2 separate regions of the Zea mays genome follow, and region 1 is linked to region 2. A link is a contact called in public Hi-C data. All regions are on one chromosome and are shown on one strand. The core of a region is the stretch at or near the end of the contact, and the rest is flanking DNA. Distances in the headings are between cores, read along the strand shown. Region 1 holds the start of LOC100382214 (Galactolipase DONGLE chloroplastic). Region 2 holds the start of LOC100283746.

What was found. A called contact is a pair of places that touch in the nucleus more often than the background predicts.
Region 1: a Hi-C map of leaf mesophyll shows a contact between it and region 2, with 1.5 times the contacts expected there. The contact joins the promoter of LOC100382214 here to the promoter of LOC100283746 in region 2. A contact is called at or near these places in 9 of 25 Hi-C or Micro-C datasets (ear, endosperm, leaf and 2 more).

Annotation. Positions count from the first base shown.
Region 1 is chr4:18,670,925-18,675,359 of Zm-B73-REFERENCE-NAM-5.0, forward strand. It overlaps LOC100382214 (Galactolipase DONGLE chloroplastic), which reads left to right and starts at 2,750. Exons shown (of 1, transcript NM_001174971.1): 1 at 2,750-4,435. The coding sequence starts at 2,882. The coding sequence ends at 4,267.
Region 2 is chr4:18,531,073-18,535,207 of Zm-B73-REFERENCE-NAM-5.0, forward strand. It overlaps LOC100283746, which reads left to right and starts at 2,078. Exons shown (of 7, transcript NM_001156645.1): 1 at 2,078-2,523; 2 at 3,008-3,083. The coding sequence starts at 2,162.

The DNA of each region.
Region 1 (4,435 bases), core at 1,500-3,999, 140 kb after region 2:
AAAAAACATCGATCAATATTGCATCGTATTCATCTTCAGGGATAATATTCAATAACAGTGTATAATGGTGTATATATATAATACTAACAATTTATGTTATTCGGCGCGGCCGGTCAAACACACTCATAGTGACGGCAAGAAAAGGTTCCGGAAAATAAAATAGGAACACGCCCGCGCCAGTGCACTCCGGCGACCACGATTTCGGCGGTCGCGTACGGCACGGCCGCGCGCGCGCGCGCGCTGTCCTCGCGTTGTGGCCGTGTGGTGCCGCGTACCGAGTAACAGCTGCGCGGCCTGCAGCACGAGCGGGGGTATAATTATTATTGGTGCTTCAGATGACGTCGCTCCTTTCGTCGTCGCGTTGTGGGCCCCGGCGCCTGCCTCACTCACTCACGGCACCGTTGGGCGGGCCTGGGCCTGGGCTACTACCGCGCCGGCCTAGAGCAACCGCAACGTGGAGCAACGGAAAGGCCCCTACCGACCACGCGCAGGTATTCTCACATGGGTCCCTGGCGTATCTGCAATTTACGTACCAGTAGTTTCTGAACCAGGACGGCTTCCACTTCTTCTTTCTTTTTTTGTCCTCGGATTCCAAAGTTGGAGGCAGTTTACACAACATTCTGATCACACTTTTGTTCTTTCTGAAAGTGATCTTGCTGAATGGATACTTGGATAGGCGTGAGCAGTTGGAGCTCACCGTCCATGGTTCTTAACAAACACCCTTGTCCCTTGGTACACGGTTTCACGTAGATTGGATAGAGCTGCATTCGAAAGCAGCCAATGCAAAAGTGGTGGTGAATGACACACTGAACGCTTTATTCTATGGAGATGATATTGTATTCTGATGAGCTAGAGAGTGAGAAGATATGTCATCCACACTTTATTCTTACAATGGTGTGTTATCCGTGTGTTAATTACAAACTTAATTCCCATGGCTTACATATATATAAAATATGAAACATGTATGTCTTTTTTTACATTAAATTTATTCCAAACGTGTACTCATATGTAACTGCTAAAGTTTCTATAAAGTTTCTAGAGGTTACAATTCAAGAAAAATGTACAAAATTTAATTCTTTAATTTTTTTTAATATTGTCGAAGGCAGTGATTTACATTTAGGCGTGTTTGGCATGGCTTTGGAACAAAACTCCAAGCAGGATCTGGCTAGAGCCTGCCAAACACCATAGCTTAAGAGTTGCAAATTCTATAGAGTTTTCAGAGCCACGGTACAAATTTTTTGAGTACCTGTTTTGCTGCTGCTCTGAAATTTCTAAAAAAACAACCTAAACATGGAGTCTGGAGTTATTTATCCGCCACTGGTTACGAGAAACCAATCAAAACTCTCTAGAGCAGAGCTGCTCCACCCAGAGTTTTGAAATAGAGCTGCTCTAGAGTGGAGCAGAGCCTTGCCAAACACGTCCTTAAACCAAAAGTAAACACACAATAAAAAATATATTATGGTTTTTCTTGTTTTGGCAACATACAATTTGTACTCTCTCTTTTGTACTATAAGATATTTTGGCTTTTCTAAATACATAGTTTTAATAGATGTTGGAGGCCTTCTTCTATCGAAGGTCCTCAAACCACGAACTCAATAATTGTTGTCTACCTTGTTCTATATGTTGTGGGGCTAATGTCGAAGGTAAGCTTCGGCCAAATCTACCGACGCACATGAACTCTAAGGAGAAGAAGCTTCGGGCAAACACTATGTACGCATACTCCATGAAGCTAAATAAAATCACAAGAAACTTTCGAAGCCCAAAAGTTCAGGACGTGAGAAGGAAAGGACAACATTGTCATCGGTATGTATGATAGTTTAAATGTATATGTTATAGGACAGAGTTGTAAATTCGCTAAAGTTGTACTCTGCGACTATAAATAGATGAACAGTGGCATGCATTAGTTACATGATTTTTTCCTTTCCTCAATTGGAATCAGGCCCACTGCTCTTCATACGAAGTTGTATCTTTCTCTCTTTCTCCTTATTATAAGGTACTTATGTAGACCTTTGATTAATAAAGAAAGAGGAAACCTTACATAACATTGTTCTCTATATATTTAAATTGTATGATTGTTGAGTGTACCTTGGTTCAACATCATTTATGTTTCTGTTTTAAATACTTCATTTGTTTATCTATCCCTTCATCTTTTCCTTGCGTATCAAGCTTCTCTCTGGAGATGATAGAACAACATGGTGAAAATGAAGCTCAATTTCACTATGTTGCCTTGATTTGTAATACTTTCAGGGGATTAAAATCAAATGTCAACAATACATGTATGTATAGTGTATATATCTTATAATTTGGAAAACGGGAATAAGGAGGAGCGTTCGTGAATTGAATAAAAATGAAGCAAGTTTGTACGCGTTGGCAAAATCTAGAAAATGTGCATTTCGCTACAATTTTATTCCTTACGAACAATAGTACTGCTCCAAGTCAATTGTTTGAGAAAACAAAACACATTAAAGCTTGAGCTTTAAATGGTCAGAGTTCATGGACCTAAATGCAAATCTGAAGGAAAAAATAGAGTGAAAAAGGAAAGGAGAGGGCACCAGTTCCACGCTGCTCCACCTCCGGTCAAATCCCCGGGCGCAAACGTGCAAGATGTGCTTTGTTCTCTCGCTTTCCAATTAGCCAACACGTCTCGCGAGAAAACGGATACACACACACACACCCGTTGTCGGTCCCCTCCTCTCCCATATAAAGGCTCGGGAGCCTCCTTCACCTCCAGCTCTAACTGCCAAACTCCGACCTCGCTCTCTGACGTCGTCGTCTCTCCTTATTTGGATCTCTCTCCCAGAGCTCACAACAAATCAACCGTGTGCAGCTGCTGCAGAACCAGAGAAGCTGCACCCTATCGATCGATCAGCAGCAGCTAGCAATGGCGGTACACCTCCCGGTACCTCAGCCTTCTTCTGGCCTATGCGCGAAACCCCAGCAGCAGCGGGGCAATGCCTCCACCGCGGCGGCGGCGGTGGCCACGCCGCCCTCCACATTCGCTCCGCAGACCACACGGCTGTCGGCTCCGACCATCGCGCTGAACATCAGACACACGACGACGCCGGCAGCGCCGCCGGTCGTCGTCATGACCGAGAGAGTGGCGAAGAAGCAGAACGAGGAGACGACGGCGACGCTGGCGAGCATGTGGCGGGAGATTCAGGGCGCCCGCGACTGGGCCGGCCTGGTGGAGCCGCTGCACCCGCTCCTCCGCGCCGAGATCGTCCGGTACGGCGAGCTCGTAGCCGCCACGTACAAGGCGTTCGACCTCGACGCGTGCTCCAAGCGCTACCTCAACTGCAAGTACGGCAAGGCCAGGATGCTCGAGGCCGTCGGCATGGCCGGCGCCGGGTACGACGTCACCAGGTACATCTACGCCGCGCCGGACATCGCGCTCCCCGGCGCGGCCGGGCCGTGCCCGAGCCGGTGGATCGGGTACGTGGCGGTCGCGTCCGACGAGACGGCGCGCCGGCTCGGGCGCCGCGACGTCGTCGTCTCCTTCCGCGGCACGGTCACCGGTTCCGAGTGGGTGGCCAACATGATGAGCTCCCTCGAGCAGGCCAGGTTCGATCCGGCGGACCCGCGCCCCGACGTGAAGGTCGAGTCGGGCTTCCTCTCCGTCTACACCTCCGACGACGCCACCTGCCGCTTCACCTACGGCAGCTGCCGAAACCAGCTGCTTTCCGAGGTCACTCGCCTCATCAGCAAATACAAACACGAGGAGATGAGCATCACGCTGGCCGGCCACAGCATGGGCAGCTCCCTCGCCCTCCTCTTGGGCTACGACCTTGCCGAGCTCGGTCTCAACTGCGACGGTTGCGGCGACACCGTGCCGATCACCGTCTACTCCTTTGCTGGCCCGAGGGTTGGCAACACTGGGTTCAAGAATCGGTGTGATGAGCTCGGGGTGAAGGTGCTAAGGGTGGTAAATGTCAATGACCCTATCACCAAGTTGCCCGGCATCTTCTTGAACGAGAACTTCTTCGGGGCCGGCAGGTTGGAGCTTCCATGGAGCTGTGCCTGTTACACGCATGTCGGTGTCGAGCTTGCCCTGGATTTCTTCAAGGCGAGAGATCCTGCTTGTGTGCATGACCTAGAGGCCTATATAGGGTTGCTCAAGTGCCCTAACAAGGTTGCAGTGGTGAAAAACGACGGGGAGCATGTTTTGAGCAAGGCAATGAAGTTTGTGCTTCAACACAGTTTTGATACTTGGAGATGGCAAATGGCCGCAATCCAAGTTGGTGAGTTAGTGCAAGCCATTGGGTTGTAGATTGATTGATACAGGGGTCCAATTTCATTCCCATTTTTTGTGGGGGATATGAAACATAGATGCCCTTGTAAATTCATTCATCTTGTCGGTAAAACGAGGTAGAGAAGAGTGGAAATTAAGGGGGGAAACTCGGAATTGTACATGAAAGGTAACAAAAACAATCAAAAG
Region 2 (4,135 bases), core at 828-3,327:
GGTGACTGGTAGCAGCAGCGTCTTGTCCGTCCGGATGCCCGCCAGCGCGTGTAACGAGACCACCAACGCGTTGGCTCCGGTGACTTCTGGGGCGGCTGGCTCCTCCAGGGGGTCGACCCCACCCTCACCGACCGTCTCGTCGACCTCCAAGTAGAACAGCTGCTGGCAGACGTGTCCCCGAACGTAGGGTTCATCGCAGTTGAAGCAGAGCCCCTGTCGGTGCCGCTTCTGCTGCTCGGCCGGGGACAATCGGCGAAATGGGCGTGTCAGAGTCGTACTATCGCCTGGCGTCGTCGTACCGGTCGGTAGAGCCCCGGGCGGTGTTGGTGTCACGCGACCCGAGCCCTGCGCTCGTTGCGGTGGTCGCGACCCGCGCTACTGGGATGGGGGCTAGGTCGCCGCGCTCCGTTCGAACGCCCGCGCCAGGTACATGGCAGTTTGTAGATTCTGCGGATCGCGCAGCTCAACGTCCACCCACAAGTACTCGGGGAGGCCGCCCACGAATAACTCCGTCTTCTGCATGGGGGAGACGTCCCGAGCTCGACACAACAACGCCTGGAAGCGTTCCGAGTACTCCTGGACCGTGGACAGGAAGGGGAGGCGTCCCAGTTCCGCAAGGCGAGAACCGCGCACTGCTGGACCGAAGCGAAGGCGACACAGCTCGGCGAAGCGATCCCAAGACGGCATGCCCTCGTCCTGTTCCAGGGCATAGTACCACGTCTGTGCTGGCCCCTTAAGATGGTACGAGGCCAACCACGTGCGATCCGAGGCTGGCGTGCGCTGCCCCCGGAAGAACTGCTCACAATGATTTAGCCAGTTCAGCGGATATTCGGAGCCATCGTATGTGGCGAAATCCAGTTTGTAGTAGCGTGGAGGCGCGCGCGCCTCAGCGCCCCCGTAGGCTGCGGTCTCCACGTCGTTGTCCTGAGGCAGCCCGTGGTACGGTGACCACGCTGTTGTCGCCGCGGGTACGTGGGGGCGCAAGGGCCCCTGACCCAGGAACAGGGGGCCGTCGCCGCCTCCTAACAGCACCCCGGGAGGCCCACCGGCGGCGCTGCTGGGTAAGGAAGTCGTGAGGGCCGGTCGCAGGAGTGCCTCGGAGTACACTGGTGGTGAAACCGTAGGCGCGCCCTGCGCCCAAGATGGGATGGGGGATGGGGATGGTGGGAAGCGGATCATATGGATGGGGGCTGTGGTCGGTGGTGCGGTGGATGAAGGCCCGGGGTCGATCGACATGCCGTACTGGTAAGAGATTGGTTGCCGGGCGAGTGGAGGGAGTGGCGCAGGTGGCTGCGTGGGTGGGGGCAGTGCGGCCGACGGTGGCTGCGCCGTCAGGGACGGGTGCGGCGGCTGGGGTGGATGGGCGGCTTGTGGATTGGGGAAGGGGAGGTGGCCTGTCAGCATGACGTTCATGGTGATCTGCATATCGCGCATGGTGTGGCTGAGATCCGCCAAGGACGCCGCGATCTGGTCCGGTGTGAGCGCGGGGGTGGCCTGCTGGTTGATGGCCGCGCCGGGAGGGCCGAGCGCCATGGCCTCCGACGGCGCAGGGACCGCGGCCAGGGAGACGACCGGCGCTGCGGGCGGGCTTGTGGCCGGCGGCGGCTGCTGTCCCGGTGACAACGACTTGGAGGAACTCATGATCGTCGAGGGCTCTGATACTAGATTGGTAGAACTACGAATTCTACCGGGGAGATTGTGCAGATTGTAGGGTGGGGATTTGGTGCGACCAGGGCGGCGGTGCTGAGGCGCCGTCGTGATCCTGGCTGGGTCGCGCGTAGGGAGAAGATCACAGGAGACTCTGGCTCCCTCTGGGAAGGTAGAATAGATTAGAATTCTGCTTATCTTTATTCCAGAGTTTACAGATCTATATATAGAGCTATCTTAAGTCTATCTATTAACTTTGGATAAGTATAACTATCTAGATAGAGTTGATCTAAGTCTATCTACTAACTTTGGATAAGTATACCTAACTAGATAGAGCTGATCTATTAGCTATTGAGTCTTAGGCCCCGTCTAAGCAGTCTTTGCCTTATTACGCCTAATATAGGCTTAGCCATGCATAACAATATAATTCTCTATTCTATCTAGATCTCACTCTTTATTTCAAACCTTTAAGCCATAAATAGTGAAAAACATCTATACGCAGATTCTCCTGGAGATGAGCTTATTCACTCATTCGGACCAAGACGACGAACTTCGAATTTCCTCAATTTTCACGCGAGCACCTGTTTGTATCGCCGGCGGATCGGATATATTTTCTCGGTTCCTGCTACTCCTTTCTTTCTCGCCTGCATCCATGGTCTCGCTGCTCCCTCGCGCTCCCTCACTCGCCTTCCTCGCTAAGTCCGCCTCTTCGCAGCGGCCGCCTGCGCCATCCATGTCGTCGCCCTTCTCCGCCGCTTCCGTGGCCGCGGGGTCAGAGGCGGCAGCCGGCACGAGGAAGCTGCCTGTGCTGCTGTTCGACGTCATGGACACCCTCGTCCGGGACCCGTTCTACCACCACATCCCCGGCTTCTTTCAGTTCCGTACATACCGCGGCTCTTCTCGTTTACTTATTTGTGCGGTCTGTCGGGTGGGGTGGATTAAGGTGTGTCGCTCAATCGTTCGACGGAATGCATGTTTGATTCTGCGGAGTAGTATATTGTAAGGTGTTATAAATAGTATTTTTGTCTGTGTTGTGGTGGATTGTATCCGTGATCGGTTTGTTGGTGGAGAATTTGCGAACTGTGGTAGTGCTAGCCGAAAGGATTGGTTTGGTGTAATATTACAAAATCTAACATGACCTGGTTAATTCGTATGGTATTCTGTGAATTTATTGATGAAATAGCACGGCTGAAATGTGATTAGGTGTTGCCAACCATTTTGTTACCTTTCGTTCTGTACGTCCTTTTGCTTTGTTATGCCAGTAAACTGTAGTTCAGACACTTGCCCTGTGCCTGTGTTGATGTTTGCGATTATTGCACTACATTCTCATCTGTCTATCTCTATTTTTTTTTTTTTGCAGAATGTCCATGAAGGAACTACTAGAAGCCAAGCATCCAACGGCTTGGTCAGAATTTGAGAAAGGACTGATTGATGAGGTAAGTTCTAGATGCTTGGTGTAGTATTTGTATGTGTGGTATATGTACTAGTGGCATATGCTTGATGTCATTTGATCTTGCATTATCTGGTTTTAAATGAGTCATGCGTGTCATTTTTTTTCTTTGTGCATAGGAATACATGCTGGACTAATCCTGCTTGAATTTTCTTAGGTTTCCATACTCACTGTTCTTGCTTCCTACATCCAGAGATCCATTATTGAAAACATTGTAAGGAATCATGCAGATCATAGTTAAGAAAAAAAACTTAACCTGCGAGGGGCAAGGCAGCCCCTAGGCATTGCATTAATAAGATGTCATGCAGGTTGAGAAAACACCCGATCCCTGCCCCACCCATATATAGCGGCACCGTAGTCCCTATAGAAACGAAAACTTAATCTGGGAGGGGTAAGGCAGCCCCTAGGCAATAGGCATTGCATTAATAAGATGTCACAGGTTGAAAAAACCCTCGGACCCCTGCCCCACCCATATATAGCGGCACCGTAGTCCCTATAGAAACAATCACGACTAGGGTTGGAACTTAGATCTATGTTTTGCCATCAGGGAGATGAGGGGATTTTTCTAACCTTGGCCTAGAAATTTGCTTCCACGGGGAGTCGAACTGAGGACTTGAGTAGTGCTACGTAAGGCACCTAATCAACTCAGCTAGGAGCCTATTGCAGAGTTTGCATAAAGAAATGCAAAGTTTACAGATCCAAACTATTTTATTAATTATAAAAAACTATGTAGGAAAGGAGAAAAAAGTTAAAATGCTTTTTGTATCAACAATTTTGATAGAGGGTCATGGTATGTGATGTGGATTTAGGATTTTTGGCTGAACTGATGATTTGAGCTGTACCATTCAGATATCAAGTATTAGTACCATTTTTCTGAAGAACTTTTATACTCTATTTATTTCAGTTAGAGTGAAAAATATCATTTTTGAATTGTAGCAGTGAAACTGCTTATCTGTTTTCTTTACACCTGCAGTGTCACAATAATTTTAAAAAGATAATGGAAACACCAGAATATATGATGCCTTTTTTGTTCTCTGT